Regions from separate parts of the Sus scrofa genome. Here region 2 is linked to region 1. Evidence: chromatin contacts called from public Hi-C data. All regions are on one chromosome and are shown on one strand. Each heading gives the region's core, a stretch centred on a gene start, on an enhancer-like site or on the middle of the called end of the contact. The rest is flanking DNA. Distances are from core to core; before and after follow the strand shown.

Region 1 (7,333 bases), core at 3,605-6,104:
TTTCCTGCTTTCAAGGGGACAGGGGAGGGTCTGAGTGTCCTTGCACAGGCTTTTTCTCAAGTAACTTTCTTCTAAATATTCAATATGCCTGAGGGGTGGTGACCTGCCCTGAGCCCCGTCCCCTAAACACAGAGCCCATAGGTTTAGAGTGCAGGTGAAGCCCGCCCAAGTGCTGCCCTATGCAGAAAACCCAAGAAGCAGAACTGTCAAAGGGAGAAAAAGGGAGAGGGAGAGTTTAAACTTGGAAACCAGTACCCACATTTTCTACCGCCAGATTTTCCTGCATTTCCCCAGGCCTGTTCGGCATTTCCTGAGTGTGTGAAGCCTGGTTGCTTTCATTAGCCCATTGAGCCGACACTTCCTGAGGGCCCCCTCGACACAGTGCACTTGTCCTGGAGTCGGCTCACCCCTTCTCTGGGCTCTACCAAGATCTGTCTTTGCCAGCATCATTTCTCAGCTTCCTGGGCGAAGCTACTCCCCACACCCCTTCCCCAGTCCTCCCACTCCTTAGCCCAGGGTAGGGACTGTTCCTCCTGCTGAGCTCAGAGGCCACAAGGACGGCCTGAGGCAGGTACTGGGGCCTCTTGTCCTGTTCCCTGCTAACGCCTTTCCAGCTCTGGCCAACACCTGGGCTGGGGGGAACAGGGAGGAAAGGTGTGCAACTACAGGCTCAGGCTGACAAAGGGGAAGAAGTCTGAGATTTTTATGAGCATCAAGAATCCAGCATATGTGGAGTTCCACATATGCTCAGTGGTTAATGAACCTGGCTAATATCCATGAAGATGTGGGTTTGATTCCCAGCTTCGTTCAGTATGTTAAGGATCCGGCGTTGCCGTGAGCTGTGGTGTAGGTCACAGATGTGGCTGGGATCCCGGAGTTGCTACGGCTGTGGTGTAGGCCAGCAGCCGAAGCTCCAATTTGACCCCTAGCCTGGGAACCTCCATATGCCCGGGTGAGGCCCTAAAAAAGAAAGAAAAAAAAAGAATCCAGCATACGTAAAAAGGCAGCTTACATTGTCTAGCTTAACCCAAACCACTGCCTAAGCGTGGAGGCTGTTGTATACAGTGAGACTGGGATGGTTTGCGTGAAAAGAACACTGGGTTTAAATTCAGAGATTTGCATCCAAACTCTTCCCTTTCTGTCTGCGTGACTTTGGGCAAAGCTGCTTCAACAGTTTAGACCTCAGCCCCCCCACCCCATCCCCCGCCTGTTAAAAAAGGGAGTTATTAGTCCCATTTCAGGGTTACGTGAGGATTAAATGGGATAACCTATGGTTTAAAACCTGCTTTGTAGGCATTAAAGCATTACACAAATATTTATGCCTGGGAGGGAAGAGAAGAGGAGGCTAGTCTGTTTAGTGCAGTGTTTTTCAAAAAGCAGGTTGTGAGTCATCAGCGGGTCATGAAAAAAATTTTGTGGGTCCTGATCAACATTCAAAAAATCTAATAGAACCCAAAATATCAACGCTTATCCCAAGTAATACGCATCGGTATTGTTTCTTTTATTTAAGTTGCATGTGGGTCTGTACTAGCACGTGTTGTGAGGTAAAATCTGTGTCTTTTACAAAACAACACACATGCTAGCACTTTATTTCTGGTAAACAATGGAACTAGAAAGAAAGGGAGCTGTTTGTGCTTTGTTGTATTTTTTTAACTGCAGCATTTCCACACTCCAAGAGTGGGAGAAGAATTCCTCTTGGCAAAGAATCTTATCTTTTGTTTGGGCAACACTTTAATGGGCCCCTTGGTCCTGCAAAGGTAGGGCCCTCAGACCAGGTTCAAGTGAACTGTGGCTAAACTGCTCTCCAAAGTAAAGTCAGTATTCAAGTGTTTCTTTTTCCTTGGAGGGCCTAGAAACTGCAATTGGAGAACTGGGGTTTGGGCTGGGCCTGAGATAAACCCTGAACAAAGGCCTCAACATAGTATGACCAGAGGATCTGGGGGCCCTGAACTGAGTACTAAGTGGAGCGCTTCTCACCTGCGTTGCTAAGCCAGCTCTCAGCAGGGTTGATTAAGCATCCTAACCTGCTTCTCTGCAGACAGCCCTGCCTCCAGAGTGATGGGCAAGTCCCTGTTTGGGAGCAAAGTGCCTCAGAGGGACTGGACGATGCATAGAACCTGTGAGCTAGGAGGACCTGGAGCAGTGTGGAGTGAGAGAAGATGGGCCCTGAGTGTAGATGGACCTCGAGAATCCTTAGCGACATTTGGGAGGGGACTGGAATTCCTCCGGCCTCAGAGCATGAACTATTTTAAGTAAAAGGTAATTCTGGAAGGCTGGAAAATGTGGGGACACCAACTATGTTAAGGGCTGATGAGACTCAAACACTGTTGAAAATTAGAAGGATACTGACCTTTAGCTTCAAACAAGACTTGGCTGGCCTGTGATCATTTGCTATGACCATTTACGGCACAATCTCCTACCACAGGCTCATGACCCCAGTAGGTAGAATAATAATATCACAAAGATATCTGCATCCTATCCCAGAACCTGTGACTCTATTAGCATATGCAACAATGGGAGGGTAGGGGTAGATTACAGCTGCAGGTGAAATTAAGGTTGCTAATCAGCTGAATTTAAAATGGGGGAGAGGATCCCGGAATATCTAGGTGGGCCCAATGCAACCACAAGAGTCCTTAAAGTTGGACGAGGGAGGCAGAGGAGCAAGTCTCAAAGCAACATGACTTAAAAAAATCCAACCAGCTATTGCTGGCTTTGAAGACCTGGGTCAAGGAACTTGCGTAGCCTTTAGAAACTGCAAAAAGCAAGAAAACTTATCCTTTTCTGGAGTTTCTGGAAAGGAATGCAGCCCCACTGACACCTTGATCTTAGTCCAGTGAGGTTCTGAACTTCAGAACTATTTGTTAATCATTTATTTTGTCTCTTTGGTTTTGTCTTTTTCAGAACAGTCGTGGTTCACCGCAAAGCTGTCAGGAAGGTACAAGAAGTTCCCATATACCCTCTGCCCTCACACAGGAATATCTCCCCCATCAACGACATCCTCCAGCAGAGCAGTACATTTGCTTTTTGTTTTGTTTTGTTTTGTTTTGTTTTGTTTTGTTTTTTTTTGCTTTTTAGGGCTGCACCTGCATCATATGGAAGTTCCTAGGCTAGGTGTCAAATCGGACCTTTGGCTGCTGGCCTACACCACAGCCACAGCAACGCCGGACCCGAGCCCCATCTGCAACCTATACCACAGCTCATGGCAATGCCTGATCCTTAACCCACTGAGCAAGGCCAGGGATCAAACCTATGTTCTCATGGATACTAGTCGGGATGGTAACGTGTTGAGCCACAATGGCAACCCAATGCAGTGCATTTGTTACAGCTGATGAACCTACCCTGACACAGCATCATCACCCTAAGCCTGTTGTAGTTTACATTAGGGTTCACTCCTGGTGTTGTACATTCTGTGGGTATTGACAAATGCATAAGGACAGGTATCCATCATTACAATATCATACAGAGTATTTTCACTGCCCTAAAAACGTCTGCCTATTCACCCCACTGACCAACCCTCTGGGAACCACTTTATCTTTTCACTGTCCCCATAATTTTGCAATTTCCTTTTCCATAACATGATAGTGTTGGAATTATATGTAGCTTTTCTGATTTGCTTCTTTCACTTAGTAATATACATTTAAGGTCCTTCCCTTGCTTCTTATGGCTTGAAAGCTCATTTCCTTTTAGTGCCCAATAATAGTCCATTGTCAGAGTTCCCATCATGGCACAGTGGTTAGGGAATCTGACTAGAAACCATGAGGTTGCGGGTTCGGTCCCTGCCCTTGCTCAGTGGGTTAACGATCGGACGTTGCTGCGAGCTGTGGTGTGGGTTGCAGACACGGCTCAGATCCCAAGTTGTTGTGGCTCTGGCATAGGCCAGTGGCTACAGCTCTGATTCGACCCCTAGCCTGGGAACCTCCATATGCCGTGGGAGCGGCCCTAGAAAAGGCAAAAAAGACAAAAAAAAAAAAAAAAAAAAATAGTCCATTGTCTGGATGTATCACATTTTATTTATCTGTTCATCTACTGAGGACATCTTGGTTGCTTCCAAGATTAGGCAGTTATGAATAAAGCTGCTATAAACATCTGTGTGCAGATGTTTGTGTGGGCCTAAGTTTTCACCTCCTTTGGGTGAATACCAAGGAGTGTAACAGCTGGATCATATGGTAAGGGCATATCTAGTTTTCTCAGAAGCTGCCAAACCATCTTCCAAAGTAGCTATACTATTTTGTATTCCTGCTAACAATGAGTAAGAGTTCCTGCTGCTTCATATCCTCACCTGCATTTGCTGTTGTCAGAGTTTCAGATTTTGGCCCTTCTAATAGGTGTGTGATGATATCTCATTGTTTATCTCATTGCTGTTTTAATTAATTCATGTTGTTTTAAGCCACTGAATTTGTGGCTTATAATTTGCTTTTATACGTTGTTATAAAAGCAACAGAAAACTAGTACCATGATATTATGCAAGGAGGCAACGAGCAACCAGGAGACAGGAGCCTGACCCAGTGCTGCCGCCAGCTCAGTATGTTTCTTGAATAGGTTGCCCTGCTTTTCTGGGCTTCAGACACCTCAAGACTAAACTAGGAGCAGTAACTCCTGCCCTAGCTACAGCAGGAAGGAGTGAGTCAACTGGGGTATGATGGCTGTAATAGCAATAACATGGGACACGGCCAGTGAAGAAAGTTGGGAAGGCCAAGGGGGTGGTTTTGTGGTTCCATCAGGTGCTTTTGGTAGGTTCAGCCTTTTGGGGAGGCCATCAGTCCAAGTCATGACTTAGCCCAGGATGACTCAGGACCTGCCTAGAGAAGCAAGCAGGGGCAGGAGCTGGCCCTGCTGGGGAGCCCAGGCAAGGCATGAGTCAGGTACGGCATGTACATGAATGAGTCGGGGCAAGGCTTCCACCCAGACTTCCTTTCTACAGCAGGATCCGCTCAAGGGCAAGGCATCTGGATTTAGTACAACTTGAATTCCTGGCAGACCATGATTACTCACTGAAAATACTGAATGCTCAGCAGGACTTACACCAGACATAGATTCACAGGAAGCATCATTTAATAGTAATGTCCAGGTCTTCTATGCTCACGGTCCCCAATCCTTCTGAGAAGCCTGCAACCGTATTCACCTTTGACAGATGTGTGAGCAAGTTCTAGAACTGGCATAAGGGCATGCGATCATTAAAAGGTACAGCCAGATGGCAACTCAGATCTGCTTGTCCACAAAGTATCCAGCTGGCAGAAAGCACCAATATCAATGAGTCCCAACTCTCATTTTATAAATAAATAAAGAAGATAAATTTCCAAGTTTGCTCAGCTAGTTAAGAGGGTTAGGACTCCATTGTTTGTTTGTTTTTTGTCTTTTGTCTTTTGTCTTTTTAGGGCCACACCCATAGCATATGGAAGTTCCCAGGCTTGGAGTCTAATCAGAGCTGTAGCTGCCGGCCTACACCAGAGCCACAGCAACACCAGATCCGAGCCACATCTGTGACCTACATCACAGCTCACAGCAACACTGGATCCTTAACCCACTGAGCGAGGCCAGGGATCGAACCCGAAACCTCATGGTTCCTAGTCAGATTTGTTAACCACTGCGCCACGATGGGAACTCCAGGACTCAGTTCTTGACTCCTGATCCATTATTCCTTCCATTAAGCTTTGGGGGTCATAGACGTCTTTGGGAAGCTGGTACAAACTGTGGCTCTGAACATCTACACACATGTATTTTGCCAGCAGTTCTGGGATGAGACTGTGAACCACCCCCCTCTATCTACGGACACCAAGTTAAGAGCCCCTGCATTATCCCCTCTCCCTCTCTTGAGTTCAGGGTGGGAGCTCTAGGGTGCCTGTATATTGACCAACCTTGTAAAAGAGAGGGTTTATTTTCCCTCTAAGTCATACACCACCATCCCCTTCTTTCACCAACCTTTCATTTTTTAATAACAGCTTCACTGAGATGTGATTCACAGACTATATAATAAGCTCTCCTGCTACTGCTGCCTCCTCCACTGCTTCTGGAAAATGAGGGTAATTCCACAACTCTTTGCATCATTGGATTGCTAAGAAAACCTATGAGGTCATTTGTACGTGGTAATCAGTGCTTTGCCAAATAGTCATTTCGGTCTTATTCCCTTCTGGGCATACCTATACTTCTTGGTGTCCTTCTCCCCCACCCCCACCTTTTTAGGGCCACACCCATGGCATATGAAAGTTCCGGGGCTGGGGTTGAGTTGGATCTATACCTGAGGCCTCCGCCACAGTCACTGCAATGCCAGATCCAAGCCGCATCCAAGACCTACACTGGATCCTTAACCCATTGAGGGAGGCCAGGGATCAAACCCACATCTTCATGGACTTTATGTCAGGTTCTTAACCCACTGAGCCACAATGGGAACTCCCTTCTTGGTATCCCTGTGGTCAGTTCCAGCCAATAATTTTCTTTGGCTAATTAATTTTTATTTTGTTTGGTTTGGTTTTTGTTTGGGCTGCTCCTGCACCATAGGAAAATCCCATAGGGATCTAACTGGTGCCATAGATGTAACCAAAGCAACAGCAGTGACAATGCCAGATCCTTAACCCACTGAGCAGGAGGGAACTCCTGGCTAATGAACTTTGAGCAGAAGTGATACATAGGGGGCCAAAGGTTTGATTTCTGAGTGAGACCTGTGACTGTGCCATGATCACTAGCAATGTTCTAAATAGTGGCTGTCCATCGCCCTGGTCTTACAGCAAAGAGGCAAAAGATGAGGGAACAGCGTATATACTGCATCTGCAGGAAACACAGACTGTGAGTGAAACGTGAACCTTGGTTGTTATTTATGGAGATTTTCTTTTCCTTTTTTTTTTTTTTTTTTTTTTTGCAGCATAACTCAGTCTATCCTGACTGATAAAATACATACATGTGCTATATTTTTTTTTTGGCCACACCCACAGCATATGGAAGTTCCTGGACCAGGGATCAAACCTGAGCCTCAACAGTGACCTGAGGAGTTCCCATCGTGGTGCGGTGGTTAACGAATCCAACTAGGAACCACGAGGTTGAGGGTTCGATCCCTGGCCTTGCTCAGTGGGTTAAGGATCTGGCATTGCCGTAAGCTGTAGCATAGGTCACAGACACGGCTTGGATCCCGAGTTGCTGTGGCTGTGGCGTAGGCCAGTGGCTATAGCTCCGATTAGACCCCTAGCCTGGGAACCTCCATATGTTGCGGGAGCAGCCCTAGAAAAGGCAAAAAAAAAAAAAAAAAAACAGCAACCTGAGCCACTGCAGTGGCAACACCAGATCCTTAACCCTCTGCACCACAAGGAATTCCACATAGATGGGCTTTAAAAGCTGCAGGACA
Region 2 (7,333 bases), core at 2,746-5,245, 310 kb after region 1:
TTGGCCAGATGTTTTTAAAGGATCTTTTAAATTAATTATAATTAATAATATCTCTGGAATTACTCCACATTTATTTCAATCAAATTCAAGTTGCAAAAATAGCAAAAGGGGAAAAATTTAAACTTCACAAACTTTTACAAGATAATAAAATAGCAACAATAGGAGGGAAATAGAACTTTAAAAACCAGACTAGGAGTTCCAGTAGTGGCACAGCAGAAATGAATCCAACTAGGAACCATGAGGTTTCGGATTCAATCCCTGGCCTCGCTCAGTGGGTTAAGGATCCAGCGTTGCCGTGAGCTGTGGTGTAGGTCACAGACGCCCTCGGATCCCATGTTGCTGTGGCTGTAGTATAGGCCAGCAGCTGTAGCTCCGATTCGACCCCTAGCCTGGGAACCTCCATGTGCCATGGGAAGCGGCCCTAGAAAAGGCAAAAAGACCAAAAAAAAAAAAAAAAAAATTTATCCAACCAAATACAAACAAGTGGGATTCATCCCCAAGTTCAGAAGGGTGGTTCAACATAAACATATAATGTTGGTGTATGTTAATCAATGTTATACACCACATTAACAAAAGAAAAGTCAAAAATCACATGATCATCTCAGTAGCTGCAGAAAAAGCATTTGACAAAATCCAACATCCATTCATGATAAGAACTCTTATCAAAGTGGGTATAGAGGGAATATACCTTAACATAATAAAAGCCACTTATGACAAACCCACAGCCAACATAATACTTAACAGAGAAAAGCTGAAAGTCTTCCCGCTCAAATCTGGAAGAAGACAAGGATGCCCACTCTCACTACTTTTATTCAACACAATATTGAAATCCTAGCCATAGCAATTAGAAAAACAAAATGAAAAGTATCCAAATTGGAAGAGAGGAGGTAAAACTGTCACTCTATGCAGATGACCTGATATTATATATAGAAAACCTTAAGGACTCCACACTAAAACTACTTGAACTGATCAAAAAATTCAACAAAGTGGCAGGATACATGATTAACATTCAGGGAGTTCCCATCATGGCTCAGTGGTTAACAAATCTGACTAGGAACCATGAGGTTGTGGGTTTGATCCCCGGCCTTGCTCAGTGGGTTAAGGATCCAGCATTGCCATGAGCTGTGGTGTAGGTCGCAGACGCGGCTCGGATCCCAAGTTGCTGTGGCTGTGGCATAGGCTGGCAGCTACAGCTCCAATTAGACCCCCTAGCCTAGGAACCTCCATATACCATGAGAGTGGCCCAAGAAATGGCAAAAAGAACCCCCCCCCAAAAAAAAAAAGATTAACATTCAGAAATCAACAGCATTTCTGTATACTAACAAAGAAATATTAGAAAAGGAATACAATACCTTTTAAAATCCACCCCCAAATATTAAATACCTGGGAATAAACCTGACCAAAGAGGTGAAAGACTTATATGCTGAGAACTATAAAACATTAATCAAGGATATTAAAGAGGATGCAAAGAAATGGAAAGATATTCCATGCTTCTGGATTGGAAGAATTAATATCATTAAAATGGTCATACTACTCAAAGCAATCTACAGGTTTAATGCAATCTTATCAAATTACCCACGATTTTTTTTTTTTTTTTTTTTTTTTAGCTTTTTGGCTTTTAGGGCTGCACCCGCAACACATGGAGGTTCCTAGCCTAGGGGTCCAGGCCTATGCCAGAGCCACAGCAACATGGGATCCGAGTCATGTCTGCAACCTACACCACAGCTCACAGCAACATCAGATCCTTAACCCATTGAGCAAGGCCAGGGATCGAACCCACAACCTCATGGTTCCTAGTTGGATTTGTTAACCACTGAGCCACAATGGGAACTCCCTACCCATGACATTTTTCACAGAACTAGAACAAACAATCCAAAAATTTATATGGAACCATAAAAGACCCAGAACTGACAAAGCAATCCTGAGGCAAAAAAACAAGTCTGGGCATAACTCTCCCAGACTTCAGACAATAACACAAAGCTACAGTAATTAAGACAGTGTGGTACTGGTACAAAAACAGACATACAAACCAATGGAACAGAATAGAGAACCCAGAAATAAACCCAGACACCTATGGCCAATTAATCTTCAACAAGGGAGGCAAGAATACAAAATGGGAAAAAGTCTCTTCAGCAAGGGGTGCTGGGAAAATTAATGAAATTAGAACACACCCTCAACCATGCACAAAAGTAAACTCAACATGGATTAAAGGCAGAGCCTCTTTGCCTGCCCACCTGCATCTCTCACAAGTGTCCTATCTTGATAAATCTATTTTTGCCTATCACTTTGTGTCTCACTGAATTCCTTCTGCTTGGAGGCGCAAAGAACCTGAACCTCAGTAGGTCCAGACACCAGAAAGAAGACCACCAGACCACTGAACACCAGCTCTGAAAACAATGCAAGCTTGCCTCTGCCCTGATCCCTATCTGTGGCCCTATTTTTCACTCCCCAAACTATAAAACCACCTCCCAATCTTTCCTAAGCGGGGGCACAGTCTCTGAGGCATTAGCCTGCTGTGACCTTTCTTTGCCTGGCAAAGCACTAAAGCTATTTTTTTCTTCTTCACCCCAAAAAATAAATAAATAAAATTAAATTTAAAATTTTTAAAATGGCTTAAAGACAAGACACCATAAAACTCCTAGATGAGAACATAAGCAAAACATTCTCTCACATCAACTACACAAATATTTTCTTAGTTCAATTTCCCAAAGCAAAAGAAATAAAAACAAAAATAAACCAATGGGACCTAAATCAAACTTATGAGCTTTTGCACAGCAAAGAAAACCATCAAAAAACCCCAAAAGACAGGAGTTTCCATTATGGCTCAGCAGAAATAAATCTGACTAGCATCCATGAGGACGCAGGTTCAATCCCTGGCCTCACTCAGTGGGTTAAGGATCCCATATTGCCGTGAGCTATGGTATAGGTCACAGACATGGCTCAGGTCTGGCGTTGCTGTGTCTGTGGCATAGGCCAGCAGCTACAGCTCCAATTTCACCTCTAGCCTGGGAACCTCCATATGCCACAGGTGCAGCCCTAAAAAAAGAAAAAAAAATTTTTTTAAGATGTGCACAACATTGTAAATTAACTATACCTCCATTTTTTAAAAAAGGGGATATGATACACACACACACACACACACACACCCCTACATACAATGAAATACTACCCAGACCTAAAAAAGAGTGAAATTTTGCCATATTCAGCAACATGGTAGAGGGCATTATGCTAAATGATATAAGTCAGAGAGCCAAAGACAAGTACTATGTGATATCACTTACATGCGGAATCTAAAGAAATATGACAAACCGGTGAATAAATCACAGATATAGAGAAAAGACTAGGGGTTACCAGTTGGGGGCGGGGCAATATAGGGGTATTGGGGAAAAGGGGGGATATTATAGGATTATATAAAATCATATGTGAAACTTCTGAAAACTGTAAAGCACTATAGGATTTAAAGAATCATTCAATCAAAAAAAATACACACATACACAACAGGTAGGTAAAGAAAGATAAAACAAACTCATCAATCATCTCTCCCCCCACAAAATAAGGCTGAGTTGGTTTAATTCTCCGAAAAAATGACCAATAGAATATATTTACATTAACAATTCAGTATTTCTATAAATGACTAAACTCAAGAATTTAATGTATTTTAAATGATTGCAAATGTTTGTCTCAAGTATTATAATTAAATATAGAAAATATATTTCTGAGTAAACCCAGGGTTTTCCTTTTAGGTTTATGATTCCCTCTACTCCTCAGATAATCAAACAGTGATTTGGATCTGTTGTTAAGTGGCTAGGCTATATGCCACAAGGAGAGCACCCAATGTTCAGGAAGTTTCCAAATTACACTCTTTTGCAGTAGAAGCTCACCGTTACCAACTAGCTTTCATTCTGCCAAGTTACTTTCCCCCAATAACTTACTCATCTTTTATGTTCTTCCAGTTTGGAAGAGACTTCTGTCTCTGTCAGCAAAGAGGAAAAAAAAAAAAACTATGATGAAGTACTATGAAAGTTTCTTCCTATTAAACACTCCAAGCAACACATTAGCCTTTAACTTCATGGAGAAAGAATTCAGCCTTTCCTAAAAGAACATTTTTGTGGCCAGTTCAGGGATGGAAGTGTGGGAAAGTCTCCAGAAGCAATTACAAAGTAAAGAAATACCCGTTCTTTTTTCTCTTGACAGACCATAAAGGCTTTTCTAGGGAAAGAGCACATGATTAGTGTATTATCCAACTCAAGTACCTAAATTAACATTTATGTTTAAAAAAAAATACTGTTCAAGAAACAGAATTGCTTAGAGGTCATCTTCTATTATAACCAGAGCTCCACTACCAGCTGAAGTTCATAGGTCTACAACAGGAGATAAAGTCCTGACCCTATGGAAATATGACTTAATAATAAAGGAAAAATAAGAACAAGAGAAAAGATAAATACTGCATTAGCTGTATTAGTTCATAAGACCTTTAAAGAACTATTGGATAAACTAAAAAAATGTATGATGAGATATAAAAACTAAAGAGCAAAATATATAAATGTATTTAATTACTTGCAGCTTCAAAGAGCAGCTTCAATCATGAAGGAGTTCAAAAGAAACCCAAGTTCAGGGCACAGGTTCCTACCTCCAACTTATTTGTCAGGACAAAACACTGCCCAATGAAACCACACAAAAAATTATAAAATCAATCTATATGTGAGCTGATCAAAAGTGGTTCTCATACAACCTTATTATAATACCATTAAGCCCTTAAAAGGAAGAAAAATGGCAATATACAACAACACAGATGAATCCTGAGGACATTATGTGAAATAAGCTAACCAAAGAAAGACAAATATTGCACGACTCCACTTACATGAGACAACTAAATAGTCAAATTCATAGAATCAAAGAGTGGAAAGGTGAAGCTAGAGGGTAATGGGCATTTACTAATTATAGTTACTAATCAACAGGCATAAAGTTTGGGTTAAGCAAGATGAATAAGCTCTAGCTATGTACTACATATACATTATACCTATAATTAGCAATATTATACTATATACTCAAAATTTTCTGGGGTTCTCTTGTGGCAAAAGTAAGTTAAAGATCTGGAGATGTTACTGCAGAGGCTGGGGTCACTGCTATGGCATGGGTTTTGGTCTGGGAACTTTTACACGCTGCAGGCACAGCCAAAAATAAAAGAAAGTAAAGTTCTAAATAAATAGTGTTCTCTAATCAATAGAAGAAACATAATGAGAAAAAAAGTTTACATTTTTAAGGATAAAATGTAGTATCCTCTACTTATAATAAGGCAAAAACTGGAAACTTCTCAAATCCCCACCAAGAGTAGAGTGGGCAAGCATACTGTGATATATTCAACACTGGTGTATCCAGCAGGAATTGGCAAATTTTCCTGTAAATGGCAGAGAGTAAATATTTTAGGCTTTGCCAACCACCCCATCTCTGTTGTAACTATTTAATTCCACCCTTGTAGAGCAAAAGTAACCATACATTTTGTTATGGACACTGAAATTTAAATTTCATATAACTTTCATGTGTCACAAATATTTTTTTTTTTTCTTATGGCTACACCCACAACATGTGGAAGTTTCCGGGCCAGAGACTGAATCTGAGCTGGCAGCTGCAACCCTACACCATAGCTGTGGCAATGCTGGATCTTTTAACCCACTGCACTGGGCTGGGGCTCAAACCTGTATCTCTGCAGTGACCCAAGCCACTGTAGCCGGATTCTTAATCCACTGCACCACAGCAGGTACTCCCAATATGGCTTTTTTAAAAAAGGAATTAAGGATGGAGCATGGTAGAGGATAATGTGAGAAAAAGAATGTATATATATGTATGTGTGACTGGGTCACTTTGCTATACAGGAGAAAACTGACAGAACACTGTAAACCAACTATAATGGAAAAAATAAAAGTCATTAATTTAAAAAAAAAGGCATTAGGGAGTTCCCTTGTGATGTAAAGGGTTAAGAATCCAGTATTGTCACTGCAGCAGCCTGGGTTGCTGCTGTGGTGCAAGTTCAATCCCTGGACCAGGAATTTCCACATGCCACAGGGGTGGCCAAAAAAAAAAAAAAAAAAAAAAAAAAAAAAACTTTAAAAGACAGAGTCAAAGATATAGATGTTTCATTAGGACAAAACAAAACAAAACCCTGGCTTTTCATATTTCTGTGGTTTAAAAAGATTACCAAATAAGGATCTATTCCAGCAGAACACATCATTTATACCTTTCTTATGGCATTTACCATATAATACAGGACTCTTTACAACATGGGCTATGACATTCATTTTGTGTACAAAGCAGGGTATAGCATATTAGGGGCTCAGTAAATACAGTTGTGCCTTGGTGTCCACAGAGACAGCAAAATCAAGAATGGTCAAATCTTTTATATGAAATGGCATAGTACAGTTGTCCCTCTGTATCCTTGAATTTGTAGAAACCAGCTGTAAGCAGGATTGACTATATTTGATAGGTAAATCAAAGATAGAAATTTTCTTTAAAATATTCCTTCCTAGGAACTCTTCAACCTAAGTCAAGTTTTCAGACCTAGAATAGTTGCTTTGAGAAAAGGAGAACCAAAAATCAATCTTCAATTAATACAGATTAAGAAAGAAAGAAAAAGCTTACAAAACACCTTATTACAGGTCATTTAAGCCGATTAAAATATTCCACAAACTCTAACTGGCAATCTGTATTTGCTGCTTTATCATGTATATGTCCAGTAACATAAAATAGTAACATTGTTTGCCAGTCCTTCAGAGGAGTAGAAATATATCTCATGAGTTATCATCTAAACTCCCAAAAGTAACGAATAGGGATGGGGGTTAAGAAGTACAAACTATTATTTCTAAAATAAATAAGCTACAGGAGTTCTCATCGTGGCACAGCTGTTAACGAATATGACTAGGAACCATGAGGTTTTGGGTTCGATCCCTGGCCTTTCTCAGTGGGTTAGGGATCCGGCGTTGCTGTGAGCTGTGGTGTAGGTTACAGACGTGGCTCGGATCCCTAGTTGCTGTGGCTCTGGCGTAGGCCGGCAGCAACAGCTCCAATTAGACCCCTAGCCTGGGAACCTCCATATGCCGCAGGAACGGCCCAAGAAATGGCAAAAAGACAAAAAAACAAAAAAACAAAAAAACTTAAATTTTTAAAATTTCTCAAAAATGAGAAAAATGTAGTTACAAAAATGATCAAAATATAGTAATACAAAAACTGGGGGGCTATAGCAAAAGGAATCTGTCTACAGAGCTTTAAATTTTCCAGAACATATTTCTAAATTCAAAATATCAAACTGAATATTTAGACTTCTTTTTGGATAAGAAAT

The links. Hi-C and Micro-C count contacts between places; a contact is called where the count stands out from the background.
Region 2: a contact with region 1 is called in a Hi-C map of embryonic fibroblasts, with 4 times the contacts expected there. The contact joins two enhancer-like sites. A contact is called at or near these places in 3 of 47 Hi-C or Micro-C datasets (alveolar macrophages and embryonic fibroblasts) and 1 of 2 datasets of contacts at active chromatin or transcription factors (alveolar macrophages).

The regions. Positions count from the first base shown.
Region 1 is chr3:79,584,752-79,592,084 of Sscrofa11.1, forward strand. All of the region lies in intron 1 of LOC106508312 (a long non-coding RNA gene), which reads right to left. Among named protein-coding and RNA genes, the nearest start is that of B3GNT2, 120 kb to the right of the region's middle. Within about 2 kb of position 4,855, at least 11 of the 83 cell types and tissues checked have an H3K27ac peak or open chromatin away from gene starts, as enhancers often do. A contact at or near this core is called in embryonic fibroblasts, where this site is marked.
Region 2 is chr3:79,892,951-79,900,283 of Sscrofa11.1, forward strand. The region is part of intron 1 of COMMD1 (COMM domain-containing protein 1); the gene reads right to left. Among named protein-coding and RNA genes, the nearest start is that of COMMD1, 17 kb to the right of the region's middle. Within about 2 kb of position 3,996, at least 3 of the 83 cell types and tissues checked have an H3K27ac peak or open chromatin away from gene starts, as enhancers often do. A contact at or near this core is called in embryonic fibroblasts, where this site is marked.